Linked DNA regions of Mus musculus: region 2 is linked to region 1. A link is a contact called in public Hi-C data. All regions are on one chromosome and are shown on one strand. The core of a region is the stretch at or near the end of the contact, and the rest is flanking DNA. Distances in the headings are between cores, read along the strand shown. Region 1 holds the start of 9130221F21Rik (RIKEN cDNA 9130221F21 gene). Region 2 has its middle 21 kb from the start of St3gal5.

Evidence for each region. A called contact is a pair of places that touch in the nucleus more often than the background predicts.
Region 2: a Hi-C map of uterus shows a contact between it and region 1. The contact joins the enhancer-like site here to the promoter of 9130221F21Rik in region 1. A contact is called at or near these places in 7 of 484 Hi-C or Micro-C datasets (bone marrow-derived macrophages, conventional dendritic cells, forebrain and 3 more), 3 of 115 datasets of contacts at active chromatin or transcription factors (bone marrow-derived dendritic cells, embryonic fibroblasts and embryonic stem cells) and 2 of 9 other capture datasets (bone marrow-derived macrophages and embryonic stem cells).

The regions. Positions count from the first base shown.
Region 1 is chr6:72,040,859-72,044,805 of GRCm38.p6, forward strand. 9130221F21Rik (RIKEN cDNA 9130221F21 gene) reads right to left here and starts at 1,670. Exons shown (of 3, transcript NR_046180.1): 1 at 1,503-1,670.
Region 2 is chr6:72,074,877-72,078,823 of GRCm38.p6, forward strand. No RefSeq gene overlaps it. Among named protein-coding and RNA genes, the nearest start is that of St3gal5, 21 kb to the right of the region's middle. Within about 2 kb of position 1,650, at least 14 of the 459 cell types and tissues checked have an H3K27ac peak or open chromatin away from gene starts, as enhancers often do. A contact at or near this core is called in uterus, where this site is marked.

The DNA.
Region 1 (3,947 bases), core at 420-2,919:
TCATACTTTTTGTCTTACTTATTGTTCTATTGCTGGGAAGGGGCACTTATGACCAAAGCAACTCTTACAAAAGAAAGCAGTTAAGTGGAAGCTTGCCTACAGCTTCAGAGGATTACTCCATTGTCCTTATGGCAGGAAGTGTGGTGGTGCATAGGCAGGCATGGTGCTAGAGAAGTAACTGAGAGCTTTACACCCTGGTCCATGGGCAGCAAGCAGAAGGAAGGAGGAATGGAGGGAGGGAGGGAGGGAGGGAGGGAGGGAGAGAGCGAGCCTGCCTGAGCCTGAGCCTGAGCCTGAGCCTGAGCCTGAGCCTGAGCCTGAGCCTGAGCCTGAGCCTGAGCCTGAGCCTGCGGTGGGCTTCACATTCTAATCCGTTCAAGCAGTTCATCACCTGATAACTAAGCATGTACATATATGAGCCTATGGAGGCCATTATCATTCAAACCACCACATCCTACTCCCTGGCCACCATAGGCTTGCAGCTGTCATCATAATGCAAAATGCATTTAGTCCAACTTCAAAAGTCTTTAATAGTCTAACATTCTTTAAAAGTCCAAAGTCTCTTAGACAGGAATTTTGATTGTGGGTTAGTAACCCTGTCCCTCCACGTGATGCCCTGTCTACCTACTGGAGGTGGATTCTTCCACTTATCTTTCCCCAGTGTTGGGCACTTTGGCTAAGGTTCACCCTCACTGAGTCCTGAGAGTGCCTCACCTCCCATGTCTCTGGTACTTTCTAGAGGGCATCCCCACCTCCCACTCCCCAAGGCTGCTTACTTCCATTCATTCCCTTTACCCTCTGGGCTTCTCTCCTGCCCCCCATATCTGACTCTATTCCCCCTTTCCCCTCACCCTGTCCCAGAATTGTTCCTGTCTAAAAGAACTACAGGAACAAAAATGGAGAAGAGACTGAAGGAAAGGAGGTCCAACTTGGGATCCATCTCATGAGGGGACACCAAGGCATGACACTACTGTTCTATGATATGCTTATAAATGGGAGCCTGGCATGGCTGTCCTCTGAGAGGTCCTGTCAGCAGCTGACTGAGACAAGAGCAGATACTTACACACCTAACATTGGACTGAAGTCAGGGATCCCTACGGTTCAATTAGGGGAAGAATAGCCCTGGCTGTTCTAGAACTCACTCTGTAGATCAGGCTGGCTTCAAGCTCACAGAGATCTACTTGAGTCTGCTCCACAAGTGCTGGGATTAAAGGTGTGAATTACTATTTCAGGTCATCAACTCAGTCTCTTAATTATAATTCCTTGTAAAAGCAAAGTCAAATGAGAAACTTCCAACAAACAATGGCACAGAATGAACATTCCTCCCAGTCTAAAGAGGAAGAAAGGAGGTGTAGTGAGGAAATATCAGATCAATGAAAAGACCAAAAATCAGCAGTGCACACTCAAAATTTTTGCATTTCCATGTCTTATGTCAAAGACCTCCAACTCCTTTTAGTTTTCTTAACTGAAGCACACTTCTCCTTCTTGGGCTGGTTCCATACCTGGTCTGCAACTCTCCTCAGTGGGTAATTCAGGGTTTTGGTATCTCCAACATCTTGGGGTCTCCAATCCAATCCAGGTTTTATCTTCACATCTTTGAGAGATGGCCTCTCCCCCAGGGACTCTGCATCGGTACCCCCAACCTATTCTCACTTTTGCAACTACACTGTAACCCCTACTGTCGCAGGATACTGATGCTCCTCCCAAGAGAATGTTTGATGGGGTTGTACCTTGGGACTTACTCCATGCGTTTATGGCCTGGTTAGTAAATACAATTGAGGGATTTTGTGTTCTAGTACGGTTTATTCCTAGAATGACTTATTACTCTGGGGAGGGTGTCATCAACCAGCTAGCACCTCCAAACAGTCTAGTTAAAAGGGTGGCCATTTCTGCTGTGTTACTAGGTCCTCTACATGACATAGAGCTGGCTGGAGCTGCTAATATAGGGGTCTCAGAAACATCTTATGGATTCAAGATGGCCCATTACTGAAAAGGGGGAATAATAAGGCTAGGCTGATTCCATGATTGGCTGCACACTGGCAGTTAAGCAGATTAGCTCTAAATCTCTGTTTCCAAGAACTGGGCAAGTCCAGGCCTCAGAAGCTGCCCTGCCACCTGGCCTGAGGCAAGGACAAATGGGTCAGCAACAGTTTCCAGACCTCCCGAACAAGTTTCCACCCCAGTAACGGAATGTCCATAGAGATGGACCCAACAGATTAACCTACCCCAGAATTTCCAAATACACTTTAAATCAGGCCTGCAAGCTCACTAGGTTGTCTCTCTGTTCTGGTAACAAGAGACCCCAGCTTGCTGCACTTCTGCATAATAAAACACTCTTTGCATTTACATTCTATTTGAGTCTGGGGTATCATTCTTCGGTGAATCATGGACCCTTTCAAGGACTTGCCTCCATCCCACTTCCTGGTGCCCTCTTTCTCCTTAAACTATACATTTTGTATTTTTCCTTGATTATTTTTCTCCTTTTCATTATAGATCTGCATAAGAGTAAACGCTAATAGTCAAACAACACAGTCAATACTAAGCTGTCTGGAAATCTCTGCCAAGGATTCTCTGTTAATCCATAACTCTTCACTTTAGCCTTAGGCAGACTTTTTTCTTCTTAAACAAGAGCAGAAAATAGCCATATTCTTCACAAAAATATCACAGGGAAGATCTCTAGGCCAAGTATTAATATTCTTACCTGAAACCCCTTGAGCCATTGCCCCCTGCTTAGGTCAAACCACCGTCAGCACCATTGTCTTCCATGTTCCTCCTAGTATGGCCCATTAAGCCCTGCTTAAAGCATTAAGCTGCTTTCCTGATCTAAAGTTCCCAGTCTACATTCCTGCAAACAAAAGCATGGTCAGGCCTATCACAGCAATACCCTATTCCCTGGTACCAACATCTGTCTTAGTTAGGGTTTCTATTGCTGTGAAGAAGCACCATGACCATGGCTTATCTTATAAAGAAAAACATTAGATTCTAGTCATAGAGTGAGGCTAGGGATGCTTCAAAGCACCCCACAGCACACAGGACAGCCACCATCATGTAATTACTTCACCGAAAATGTCAATGCTGCCCAAGTCAAGAAAACTCACTCACTAAAAATCTTCCCAGGAGACATGGGGTGTGGGTATGACTACACACTAATTTGATTATCTCTTATTTGGCCTACAGACAAAGTTTGTTTGCCAAAAATTAATGAATAAGAATGAACATTGCTCAGCACACTGAGGCGTGTCTTAGCTTAACACAGAAGGCCCTGGGATGCTTTGGTACGCATGCTTCTGCGTGTGAGATCGGGAAGACGCCACTCATTTGCCTGCTTTCTCCAGCCCTTTACTGACTTGGATCAAAGGCTGACCAAGTATTGAGAGCAAAGGCAGGCATGGTACAGTTTAAAATAAACATATTTTAATTCTGCATCCCATTTGAGTCTAGGTTTTCATCACTTGAACATATCATACAGGGACAGAGGGGCATGCTGACCTGAAAGCTCTAGAGACCCAAACACAGGGCTGATAGTCACTTCCCAGCACTGTGTTTCAGGCTGGGATCCTTTCCCAGGCCTGCAGGGTAGAGCCTATGTAGTCAGCCTTTGGCATCTCCTCAACAGGGCTTTTCTTGCCTTGAATGGATGAGTGAAAAACTGCTTACTTGACAGACAGAAAAAGGAAAAAGAAGATTAAAAATGTTTGAAAAGTCACCCTGTTGTTTGACTTGAAAAATCTCACAGAACTGTTCAGGAGTGGGAGCAGTGGCCGGAGAGGAGGTGGGTGCAGGGACACCCCGATTTATAAGGACAGTGTGCACGCTGCTGTGAATGGGCCCAAGGCCGTTTCCAAACCCAGTGGGAAAGCCACAGTTATAAACTGATACTTACTGGTGCACACCATAGTCACAGTTCCTGCCGTGGTGTTTTGCTTTCATCTGAAGATGCAACATTT
Region 2 (3,947 bases), core at 400-2,899, 34 kb after region 1:
TAGGGAGCAGATGAAAAAGGGACAGTCAGAACATGCACATACTGCACCCACGATGCCAGGTCTAGGGGGTTATATCTTTTTTTTATTACATTTTTTTATTTGGGAAGGGCACATGTATACCACAGTGCACATGTGGAGGTCAGAGGACAATCTTCAGGGTCAGCTCTTTCCTTCACCATGCGGGTAAGTGCTTTTACCCAGTGGGCCAGCCTGGACTATTTCTTATGGGAAGTAAAATCATAGTTCAGAGTAATGAAGACAGTCAGACTGTCTATAAACGAAGGCGTATGTGTTAGAATGTGTAGAACCTACCCAATTTTCCCTCTGGTCCTAATAGAAGGGATGCTGTGCTTCACGCCTGCCACAGAGAAAGCATGTCTCTGTTTCCTCCTCTTCAAAATCTAGACTAATGAAGTGGGGCACAGGCAGAGACGGAGGTATCCAAGTATCACAACCAACACGGCTCAGATCATCCCCCTGACCCTCGCTCTCCAAGCCCAGGAGTCCTTTCTCCAAAGGATTGTCTCAGTCAATGTTGGGCTCTTTCTTGGACCCTCACATCAAGCCACCCACACGTAGGACAGAGATCTAGATGGCATATTCTAGTTGCTGCCAGTCATTTGGAGATTAGAATGCTTTATGGTGGTTGTTCAACCCTCGCTGCTCGATCCCTCAGAGAGTCCTCCTACCATTCTGGCTTGCCCCATCCCTGGATCAGTATGGCTACCTAGAGAAATTCATGGAGCCAAGTGCAAGGTAAAACTACAGGGTGTTGAAAAATGAATCCAGGGCTGGGAATGTAGGTCAGTTTATACAGTGCTTGCCTGACATGCAGGAAAAAACCCAGGATTCTACACACACACATACACCCCCCCCCAGCCATATGAACCAATCCTGATGGTGCATGGTTGGAATCTCAGCTCTCAGGAGGTGAAGGCAGGAAGATCAGAAGTTCAAGGGCAACCTTAAATATATAGTGAGTTTGAGGCCAGCAAGAGCACACCATTCAGCCAACTGTAGAGTCCTATTGATCACCAGGCCTTTCTAACTCATAGACCCTATGCATGCTGTTCAATCTCAACTGTCAACTTGCCAGAGACCTAGAATTACCTAGGAGATAAGCACCTGGGAATGCCTTTGGAAGATTATCTTGATCTCGTTAATTGAGATAAGAAGACTGACCCACTGTGGGACCAGTCTCTAGGCTGAGATCCTGGGCTGTGTGAAAGGGATAGATTGATCTTTACCCTCCCTCTGCTTCCTTTGATCTGCAAAGTGACCAGCTGCTGCCCAAACTCCCCCACTAATGCAGACTGTAACATGTGACTCAAAATAAACCCTTCCTCCCTTAGTGTGATCTCGTTGGGAGTATTTTAACACAGAACAGCAAAAAGTAAGAAGTTACAGACCATTCAGTCTTCCATTCTAATGACAAAGGTCGTCAAGACCCTGGCCAGCATCCTACTGATTAATAGCAAGTAGCAGAACACTCCTGTATTTATGGGCACAGAGGGGCTGATGTCAGCATCAGTTTGTCTTCAGATGCTGACATTCCACCTCATTTGCTGACATTCACCACAGCATAATTCAGTGTGGGAGGAGGAATACTCACCCCCACAAACTCTGTTGTTTTGCCTTTGGTCCTACCCATGTGGTTATATCCTTGTGGTCCACAAAGGACAACCAGAGTCAGTTTTTGGAAGGAATGGGGCTGGACTCTGTTAGTGGAAACTCTTTCTCAGAATTGTACGAGGCAAAACGATCTTCACAGACTTTATTTTTAGCAGATGTTCTTCACTGGCACAGTGAAACGCACTGTCCGTCAACATTCTAGTAACATAGTAAAGTGTGTATTTATAAAGATGCTCTAATGCGTTGCCATGGAGTAAAGGACCTCTGTTTCCGTGGGATGTCCTTCCGAAATGTGTGCTGATGTCAGCTCCCTTTTTCTGGATAGGACGAGGCAGCAGGGGAGGAGGGAAAGGAAGGGGTAGCTCGCTTCACTTGTGCTGAGTTTTCTTTTGGCTGGGCTCCTTTCTGTGGGAGATTAGAGGAGAAAAGTTGGCCACCAAGGAAGGCCATGGCCTCCCTCATAACCTTCTCAACTATACCAGCTACTTTACTCATTGCTATGACAAAAACCAACATTAAGAAAGGAGGAGTTCATCTTAGCTGATATGTTGAGAGGGTCCAGTCTGGCATGGTGGGAAAGGCAAGGTAGCCTGATACAGATGATCATGTTGGGTCCAGTCTGGAAGCAGAGAGCCAGGAGGGCCATGCTCAGCTCATTTCCCCTCTTCTCCAGCTTTACTCAATGTTGATTCCTAACCTTCATGTTCCCCACACCCAAAGGTGTGTCTCCTCAGCATTCTAAACCAGTCACATTGATAGTGAAGATTAATCACCATACCCTTCCTCCTCGTCCTCCTCCTCCTCTACGTATTTACCATTCTTCAGACCCATGAGTATGAGGGGTTGAGGCAAACACTGCACATGAGAATCCAAGGGAGAGACATAAGTGGATCATAGCAGAGCCTAATTACCATGGTGAACAAAAATGGCTTAAAACCAACTCATCCTTAGCATCAAAAATGGCAGGATTGATGCCACATATAAACAGCAAAAGGATGCTAATGGTTAGGATGCTAATGGTTAGGATGCTGATGGAATGAATCTCAGGATGCTGATGGTTAGGATGCTAGTGGTTAAGATATAGAAGTTAGAGAGCCTACACTAGGCTACCCAGATTCCCAATGTTTAGGCTGTCCATTTGTCCTGATCTCTGTCACTAAATATTTCTTGCTGCAAGAACCAGTTTGGGTGAGGCTGAGCTTTCATCAAAACTCACTGACGTGTCATTCCACATAAGACCGACCAAGCTCTCGGCATGGCCTCGGGCAAAAGACAGGCATGAGAGTAAGCTGAGGCAGCACAAATGGATGGCAACCCTGCCTTTAAACCTCCACTCACTCCCCCATGTACAAGGTCTTAAAGAGATGCTTTGTGGGAAGATCTTACGAGAGAAGACAATGATAGCAGTAGCATTCTGGAACCAAGAAAGAAAGCAAAGGAGGAGACACATGACTGAGCAAAGAACACAAGCCAAACCCCAAGCCACAGGCTCTTCAGAGGTAGAAGAGGGGCTGACCAGATGGTCAGTCAGTAAAGTATTCGCCTTTCAAGTATGAGGACCTGAGTTTAATCCCCACAATGCACGCAAGACATGTGTGCAAGACAGGTGTGGTACCACCTACTCATAGTCTCAGCTCTGGCAAGGTAGAGAAACAGAAGGATCCCTGAAGCTTGCTGGTCAGCCAGCTAGCCTGCTTGGTGACTTCCAGGCCAGTGAAAGACACAACAAAAACTCCAGCTTCCAAACAAGAAACAAAACAATAAAACCAACCAACGAGACTGGTGGTGCCTGAGGATCAACATTGGAATTTGTTCTTTGGTTACCACATGCATGCCTACGTGCACAAACACAGAGAGATAGAAGAGAGAGCCCCAAGGACTTTGGAACGTGGCAGGCAACAGATGGGTAGTTAACGTGGAGACGACTGGGAAGAGGTCTAGATGAGAGGTTAAGTGTGTAGAGGTTACTTTGAACACTTGGTGGGCCATCCATGGAGGACCAGCTGGACTTGTGCTCTCTGGTGCATTTCCTTCCCTTGGATACTGCCTTGTCTCAATTCAACAGAAGTCAGAACTCTACTCTTCGAGTGTGGGCTTGGACCGGAAGACAATGGAATCTAAGTTGCAGAGAGAGATCGAAGAGAAATATTGATTACTATACTCAGCAACTTCTAGCCCTTTCAGTGCTGGGGGTGGCAACGTGCTGGAAGCCCGATCCTTGCTTTCCAAGCAGGAGCTTAGAAGACCGTCTCTCTCTCTCTCTGGGGAGACTGAGCAGAAACCTAGAGATGCTGTTGCAGGGGACTTCCTCTAAG